3 separate regions of the Sus scrofa genome follow, and all the other regions are linked to region 1. The links are chromatin contacts, called in public Hi-C and promoter capture Hi-C maps. All regions are on one chromosome and are shown on one strand. Each heading gives the region's core, a stretch centred on a gene start, on an enhancer-like site or on the middle of the called end of the contact. The rest is flanking DNA. Distances are from core to core; before and after follow the strand shown.

Evidence for each region. Promoter capture Hi-C pulls out the DNA fragments that hold promoters and counts their contacts. A called contact is a pair of places that touch in the nucleus more often than the background predicts.
Region 2: a contact with region 1 is called in a promoter capture Hi-C map of liver, with 2.7 times the contacts expected there. The contact joins the promoter of SLC7A2 here to the promoter of PCM1 in region 1. A contact is called at or near these places in 1 of 5 promoter capture datasets (liver), 1 of 47 Hi-C or Micro-C datasets (heart right ventricle) and 1 of 2 datasets of contacts at active chromatin or transcription factors (skeletal muscle).
Region 3: a contact with region 1 is called in a Hi-C map of skeletal muscle, with 6 times the contacts expected there. The contact joins the promoter of PDGFRL here to the promoter of PCM1 in region 1. A contact is called at or near these places in 1 of 5 promoter capture datasets (liver), 19 of 47 Hi-C or Micro-C datasets (alveolar macrophages, brain, embryonic fibroblasts and 11 more) and 2 of 2 datasets of contacts at active chromatin or transcription factors (alveolar macrophages and skeletal muscle).

Annotation. Positions count from the first base shown.
Region 1 is chr17:5,595,678-5,598,417 of Sscrofa11.1, forward strand. PCM1 (pericentriolar material 1 protein) reads left to right here and starts at 1,322. Exons shown (of 41, transcript XM_021077917.1): 1 at 1,322-1,659. FGL1 (fibrinogen-like protein 1) reads right to left here and starts at 757. Exons shown (of 8, transcript XM_021077952.1): 1 at 686-757.
Region 2 is chr17:5,190,687-5,193,426 of Sscrofa11.1, forward strand. It overlaps SLC7A2 (solute carrier family 7 member 2), which reads left to right and starts at 1,411. Exons shown (of 12, transcript NM_001110420.1): 1 at 1,411-1,477.
Region 3 is chr17:5,277,479-5,280,218 of Sscrofa11.1, forward strand. PDGFRL (platelet-derived growth factor receptor-like protein) reads left to right here and starts at 1,394. Exons shown (of 6, transcript XM_021077996.1): 1 at 1,394-1,644. The coding sequence starts at 1,590.

The DNA.
Region 1 (2,740 bases), core at 72-2,571:
TGTTGGAACCCAGATGCCATTCTTCATTCTTCCTATTCTTATTTTGCGTAAAACAAAATTATCCCACAATTACAAACGGTCTTAAAAAAACAATGTCCTTGCATGCAAGAAAAATTGACTAGCATTTCAAAATTTTCAGATAGCCACACAGGCGTTGTCACTTGACCATATTTTTGGGGTTTGTAATGAAGTAGGACCCTGTGGGGCCTTGGGGGCACGTCTTTCCCCCCATATCCTCTGCTTTAGCTCCTCTCTGAAGTACCTAGATAACAGTATCTGATGCACATTTTCAGAGTTGTTTTACAGATGTGAAAACCTCCCACAAAACGCACGATGTTAACTACTTGATGACAATGAGCCCATGGCCCTCTAGCCTCCTGGAGCCTAAGGATTGATGTCAACCCGGAAGACACCACGCTGTTACTTCACCTTCAACCAGAGAGCTGTGCAGGAGCTGAACACACACCCTGCAACTCCCTTCCCTTACCTGGCTTTTAAAAATGCTTTGCCAAAACTCTTTACAGAGTTCCATGTTTTAGCAGCACGAGCCACCCTTCTCTTTGCATGGCCCTAAAATTAACTTTTCTCTGCTCCAAAATGATTTCTCTGTTTGACTTCACTATGCTTCCCGCGAACAAATTTGCATTCCCTAGCATTTTAAGGGAGAATGTGTAAATAAACTAACCTTAAAAGTGTCGCTGCTGAGAGAAGAATAAAAAAAGAATTCAAAGACCATAGTCTTAGAGAAAACTTCTGGATACTAAATTTTGATGAAGGTCAGCTGGTTCTTCAAAGGAAAAAGTAGGGCATTAATCCAAGGCGGTGTTAATTATTAACATGTGTGACTCTATCCTTGACCAGCTGTATGATGTTCCTCCAATTAACTCATGGGATTTTCCTCACGTGTAAACTTAGGACCAGATTGCACGGGCGCTTTTGTTTTCAACCTTCCTGTGAGGAAGCTCTTGGTGGACAGGGAACAGGAGAGCGATGCCCAGCTTTAGTCTTTAGTCTTTCCTTTCCAGCAAGCACAACCCGGAGCTGGAAGCCCCACGGAAACCACTACGCGCCTCCGCGCATTTCCCAGCTGCCTGAGGCGGAAGTCAACCCACTTCCGTCAGGGCCTCCAGCCCCTGGCAGGGCGATCGGCGCCCGAAGCGCACAGCATGTTGGGACTTGTAGTCATTTCTTTCGGGCGGCTGAGCGGGCGCGTATAACCTCAGGTTGACCTGGCATTCTGGGATATGTAGTCTCCAGTGGCTCGTTTGTGCAATAGGCACCGCTGCCAGAGGTGACACCATAGACTCCAGCGGATCACATGACTCCAGTCTAGAGCGTGGATCACACTGTAGCTCCCGCCCGGGCGAGTTTCGCCCCCGCGCGGCCGTTGCCGCGGAGACGGCGCATGTCTCCCCTCCCGTTGCCCCTCTGCAGTCCCCCCGCCCCTCTTCTCCCACCACAATGAGATCCTAAGATGGCGGTGGCTGCGGCGGTTGGCGCCGAGTAGCTGAAGTAGAAGAGGCGGCCATTGGGCCCTGAGCAGCCAGGGAACTTGGGGACTCTCCCTGGCTCGGACTCGAAGGGAAGACCGCTGCCGGTGGCGGGGCGTGGGAGCGACCGCTCCTCCGCTCTTGGCAGGAGCTTGTGCTTCGTTTACAGGTAATGCCTGCGCGTCCTCAGCCCTTGGCAACCGAGGGTAGCGCGGCTCTGGGCGGGAGAGCGACGGCCCTGACACGCTTGACCCTGGAGGGCCTGGGTCTGGGCTCCTGGGTCCTCTTGCTTCCAGTCTGCTGGGCAGGCAGCCCGCCCCTACTCCGGACGGACCGACGCAATCTCGGGGTACGCTTCTGGAGACGCAGTGGCGTTTTCGGAACTCCCTTCTAGCCTCCCCGCCCCTCTCTCTTTCTTGCCCGCGGAGGAGGCCGCCCTGCGCCTCGGGAGTTCCAGGAATGTCCGTTGCGAGGGGAGGAAACGGAGTAGGGGGCTGCGGTTTGATTGCCAGGGGCGGGGAGTCTAGTTTTTCATAGCCAGGGGCCTTCATCACTGCGCTTCTGCTCTCCCCTCTTCCCCCTAGATTCCATTCTGTGGGGCTCTGGATGTCCAGAATTTGGGGTGGCGAAGGGCGGATGAGGAGCGACGCGATTTGGGGGTTGGGCTGTGAGCAGCGGCGTTTTTGCTGTCTCGGGTGTTCTTGGAGCGGAAGGGCCGGGGGAGGCGTTCCTGAGTTTGGCCAAGAGGGGTTTTATGCTGGCGACGGGAATGTTAAATTTCCTAGCTCTTCCCTCCCCCCGCCATCCCTGACTGCAGGTCAGTTCGGATCGGCCCAGAGAGGGGAAAACTAAATGCCAAGTGGGATTTGGGGAACGTTGCTAGCTTTGCAGAAACTGACGTTTGGGAATTAGGTGGAAAGTCCTGCTTGGGAGGTGGACCGGCCGAATTTTTAATCCCGCCGCCCGCGCCTCAATTTCGTCACGATCGCCATGTCTGGATTTTTTTTTTTTTTTTTTTGGACCGATTCGAGGTCTGTCTGTGTCTTGGGTTCTGTGGGTGACGGATCGTGTTTTGGCGTCAGAAGAAGCGGGCTTTCTGAGTGCCCCTTCCACCCCCGCCCCATAACTACCTTCCAGACTCCGCCTTCTGGTATTCTCTGGTTACTGGAGTGGGTGTTGTAAAGCTTCGGGTGCACCTGCTCCTCTCTTTCCCTTTCACCTTCCCAGTGAGGGCCACTGGAAACCATTGT
Region 2 (2,740 bases), core at 161-2,660, 400 kb before region 1:
CAGGTAGAAATTTTTGATTGTGTTCCTCACCTTTAGAAATCAGATGAATTCTCTTGAGTCTTGAGTCTTCAACCCTGTCTACAATAATGTCTCCTAACCTTTGTGAGAATGACAGAATTTGGTGTCAGAAGCTATACGCATCAATGTCATTATAATTATTTGCCTGAGAAATCTATTTTATACTGTAAAAATATTTTTATATTAAGAGTGTCTATTACTTAGAACGTTTACTAGAACAGATAATACTCTCAGAGCCATGGTGCTAATTAGATTTCCAGTTCTTTTATGGGGTTCCTAATGACTTCATGAGTAAATGAGCTTCCGACAGAGACTGTATACAGGTACCATTTTCTGGAGCAAAGCCACAAAACTTTATTCACGTTCTCTTGGGAACACGTCTTAAAGAAGTTAAAAATGATTTAGAGCATCACATTAAAAGTGTACCTGTAACGTATCAATGCGAAACTGGCACTCTGCTAAAGTGAACGGCCTTACTGATAGACGAATAAAGACGTGTTTACCACAATCTTAAACAAAATAAGGTAAATCTTTCTATCAAACAAAATAATAAAACACACTGTTCCATTCACTCCCAGGGTTTGCCTCTTTTGGATTAAAATTAACAGAGTTTCATATTGTGTCTTTAATCTTATCAGAGACTCCTAAAGTAAACAATAGCGCAGTATGAGAAAACTTGGTTGTGTAACTCTTGGAAATAGCAAATGTCGCTTTCTTATAGCTCGCCTCTAAGTCATCAGGTCTACCTGTTCACTTCACTGGGACTTTCCAAATAGCAACTAAATATTGCAATAAACGGTTTACAGGTTTTATTGGTGAAATAATACTATTTGACAAAGCACTCCCATCTGGGTTCTTTTATCACGAGGTCGTTGTTATATTTTACTATTATTTTCTTATTTACAAATTCCTCGCAGACTAAAACCTAAATCAAGTCAGGGACAAAATCCCACCTGAAGGAACTCTGCTTAGAAGCCTCGGAGATGGCCCTGAGTTTGGGTCCTCCATGGAAGGCAAGAATTCACCCTCCGCTGGGTGTGCCCTCCTCCCGCCCGACCTGCCCCCACTGCTCTCCGGAGCCCACCCGCCCAGCCCCAGGCAAGCGCACGCCCACGTGTGCCACCGCTCGGGGAGGGAGACTGAACTAGCGGCGTTGCGACCGGACGCCGCCTACCCCAGGATTGGCCGGCGCGGTGGGGCGGGAGGCGGGCTCGGGTGGGGGGGTCTGAGAGCGCGGGAGAGAGAAGGGGGGCGGTTCCACCCGGGCAGCCCCGCCCCCGGCGCGGCTACACCAGCTGCGCCCACGTGCCCAGTCCGACTTCTGCAGCGCGGCGGCGACTTCTACCCGCGGACCAGCTAAGGCGGCGGCTGCTCCTACAGCCTCCCGAGCCACGGGCCCTGACAAGCTCCAGCCGTTCGCCCACCACCACCCCCTCGGCGCGGCCCTCGCGCTGCCCCAGTAAGTTGCCAAGTGTCCGGCGGCGTGGAGGGGCCGCAGCGAGGGGCGGCCTGGATGCCGGGGCCGAAGGGGTAGGGCTGGGGCGCGGGCTCCAGGGCCGCGTCCAGCTGCGCGCAGCTGCCGGGAAGCCGCGCTCCAGCCCCTCGGAGACCGAGAGTCCCCGGGGCTGCGCCCCGAACTGCACCTCGCCCCGTCCAGCCCCTGGGGCGTCGGGATCCGCGGCCGCCGCGGGGGTCGTGGGAGCGGGGAAGCGGCCTGACAGGGCGAGCCGTGGGTCCCTTTGGCCACTCAAGTCCCGAGGGGCTTTGGGCACCCCTGAGCCGGAGGGCCGCCGGGCCTCCCCCCAGCTCTGCGCACTGAGGGGTATCTGAAGTAGCTGCCACTCAGTTGAGATCCTTGGTTAAATATATAGCGCGCTGCTCGGAACTCTGAAGTCTTCTGACGTTCAAGATCTGTCGGGGACTGGCAGGACAGGTAAAATGGCCCGTCGTGGTGTCTCTTTGGGGTATTTTAAAGTAAATGGGTGCAGTTTTAAACCCTTTTAAGATGGGCTCTATTCTGTTAAGCCTGTTTCATGCAGTCTTCAGCCTTGAACTTCACATGCTTTTGTTGACATTTAGGGAATCACTCAGCCCGCCAACCCCAGAATACCCTTTCCTCCAGAGAGCTTTGCACCTTCCCTGTGAGCGTGTATCCAGTACATGGAGTAATATTTGCAGATTGTATCTTAAAGATAATTAAAAGAAATCCTCTTTATAGAGTAGATACATCGAAATGGAAACCACTTAGATTTTAAGAGCAAGCATGTTCAGATGTTCCAAATATTCACACTTTGAAATATTTATGCAAGAACTGCCTAAAAAAGCATTTAGGTGCCTCCTTCAGGACTGGCAATGAGATATATCTAGTCGTTTGTACAAAAATACTCATCCTTTTAATGAGGTCATATTGTCAGATTTTATTCAGGTAGAGCTCTGAATGCTGGTGGGAAGCCTGGGATATAAAATTGACTTGAATGTGGCCTCTGACTTGAAACTTTTTCATCCTTGTCCCAACCAGTCTTAAAATCTTCTCTCACTTCTCCTCCTCAGAATTGATAATAATTATCTCCTCAGGAAATTGCCAACATTTGTGCTTGTAGTCTTTTAAAGAGGATGTACAGGGTAAGAATATGCTAATTATACACGTACGGGTGCTTTTCCCTTTTATAGTATTAAATCCTTTTTTCTTTTAATAGCGCTACAGCTTAACCTGAAGTTATTT
Region 3 (2,740 bases), core at 144-2,643, 320 kb before region 1:
TGGGGATGCTACCAACCACACAGCTTCCCTCATAGGCTTGTTGTTAATAGGAGACCAAGAAATGCATGGGAAGGGTTCTATGCTCTGCTTGGAACATAAAATAATTATTACTTTTTAGAAACTTGTGGAATACAAAACTTAATAGGACATATTTCCTGCCCTTGAACTTGGGATGGTGCAGGAGAAAGAAGCACAACAAACTATTTTTGTTGTAGCTGCTACCATGAGGTGTTTATTCTAGAGAAGCGCTTAGGCTGAGCGAGGAGGAGGTGAGGCTTGAGCTAAGCCTCGAAGGAGGAGTTAGGTTTAGGCCAGGGACTGGGGGATGGGGAGAGGACAGGCCACTGGTAAAAGGAGGAAGGGGACTTGGGGGGCGGGCAGCAGGAGTGGTGAACCCCCTGGGGGCGGTGGGGGGTTGGGGGTGATGGAGGGTAATGTTTGTGTGGAGGGCAGGACAGGATGGGGAGCAGCTGCAGAGGACCTGCATCCTGAGAACTCTGGAGAATTTCTGAAGGGTTTTAGTTGGGATAGATATATTTTTAGAGTTGTATTTGAGGATAGCTCCAACTGTTGGGGAAAGTGTGGATTGAGGAGTGAGAAAGAGAGGGCAGGGAGACCAACTAAGAGGCGGTGGCCACTTCCTGGTGACAGAAGATAGGAGCCTGAGTGGAGCGACCATGGTGGCAAAGAGGGCTGGACGTGAAGCACAGTCAGCACCAAGACCCGGCAGCACCTGGGGCTGTGCAGGGTTGAGGGGAAGATGGTGTAGACAGAGTAAGAGCCAAGGAGTGGACTTCAAGGAGTCAGGAAGGAGGCCATGATGCTGTCACTTGACTCTTTTCTGGCACAGTCCCTCCTGGACTCTTGAGTCTTGTGTAGGCACTGGGATTGCTGAATAAAAGAAGTTTCTCTAAAACCTCCACCAGACCCTGGGGAGGGAGCCAGACTGTGATGGGTCCCCCCAAGGCAGAGTACCTTTGCCACTGGAGAACCCCAGGACTCTAAGGTCTCAGCTGCAAGGGATATGCCCGTGTCCGGCAGAGCCAGGACAACCGAGGCAATGGTCTTGTTAGGAAAAGACCTGCTGAGAAGGAAGAAAAAGGGGCACTTTTTACAGAGCATTAAGGCTGGTGAGGAGCACTGGTGACATTTGGACAATTCTGGTTAAGTGCGACCCCGTCAGTACCAGCAGGATTTCGATGGGCCTTCGTGCAGTTGGTAAACTTGATAAAATGCCGAGCGTTGGGGAAACTCATTGACTTTTGTAATTAACATTTCACCCTCGTCCCTCGCTCGCTCTCGGCGCCAGGAAAAAGCGCCGCGCTTCACGGTTCCGCCAGGGGGCAGGAGAGGTTACATTACACAGAATTAAAAAAAAAAAAAAAAAAAAAAAAAAAAAAAAAAATCCCCAAACTTTCCCCCCAAATCTGTGTTCTCTTCCTCATGAAACCGAATCCTCCGGCTGTGGCGTCCCAGGCGCCCGCCCCTCTCCCGCTGCCTCCCCCGGCGCCCCTGCCCTCGCCCTGCGCTGTCCGAGCGCCTCGGACCAGCTTTCCGCAGAACCTCGACCCCCACCGCTTGCCCTGAAAATGAAGGTTTGGCTGCTGCTGGGTCTCCTGCTTGTGCACGAAGCGCTGGAGGATGGTGAGTGACTCTAGGTAGGCGGCTAGCCGGCTTGTGCCCGGACCTTATCCCCGATCCCTCGTGATCCTCCATCTCTTCTCTAACTTTAGACCTTTCCGGCCGGCCCTGGAGCCACTCCTGTCCCGTGCACTTGCCCGCTCCTAGTAGGGTCTCCTTACTCCCTCCACCCCACTCACTTGGAGCTCCAGAAACGGTGACAGCTGTCCCGACCCCTAGGATTCCCACCAGAACCGCTCCTGCGCCGCTGGAAAGCCCTAGGCAGCCAGCAAACCAAACATACCCAGGCAGCGCCTGGTCCAGCCCCTAGTGTCAACGTGTCGGTCTGGGAGGAGGCGCGGTGCAGCGGATCCGCTCACCTCCTCGGTTCGCTAGGGATCCCAGCTTCTGAGGGCGGGTGCCCCCTAAGCTGATTCTTTTACAAAATTCCTCCCCCACTTGTCTTCCTTCCCCATCTGAGTCCTATATTTGTTCCCTATACCAACTTGGGCTTGAATCCTGAAAGATGTGCCTGAATCTTAGGCAGATATTTCTGGATATTAAGCCTTTTCAAAACAACTCAAAACCCCACAGCTCTTACTCTTCTTATCTGATTGGAAGGAAAAGAGGAAGAAAATCGATTTTTGTACAGCATATGGGGGCCCTTGTGCCACTGCACTTTTTGAATGTGTGCCTGTCCTGGACCCACCCTGTTGTGTAGATTCAAAGCCATAGGGTCAGGATTTGTTTGTGTGTGTGTGTGTGTGGGGGGGTGTCTGTTGTTATATTTCTGTCTATTATTTCTGTGTGTTGGTGATTGTTTGGTTGGCTCTATTATTTTTCGATTGGTGTTAATTGTACAGTATATTTGCATCTGGTATATCCTGAAATCTCTCTTGGAAGTCTACTCTATAGTCACTATTTTTGTTTAGTTTTGGTTGAAAAGCAGCTTTTACTGTTATGCAACCTCATGCTGGATCCAGTTCAACCTGGCTCACATTTTATCCACTACTCAGTCCTGACCAGTTCCCTCCTTTCCCGTGAAACTAGAAGCGTTTGCCAGAAAAACACCACATTCTGGTTTGCAAAGTCTATAATAGTTGTTGGGCTTGAAGTTGAA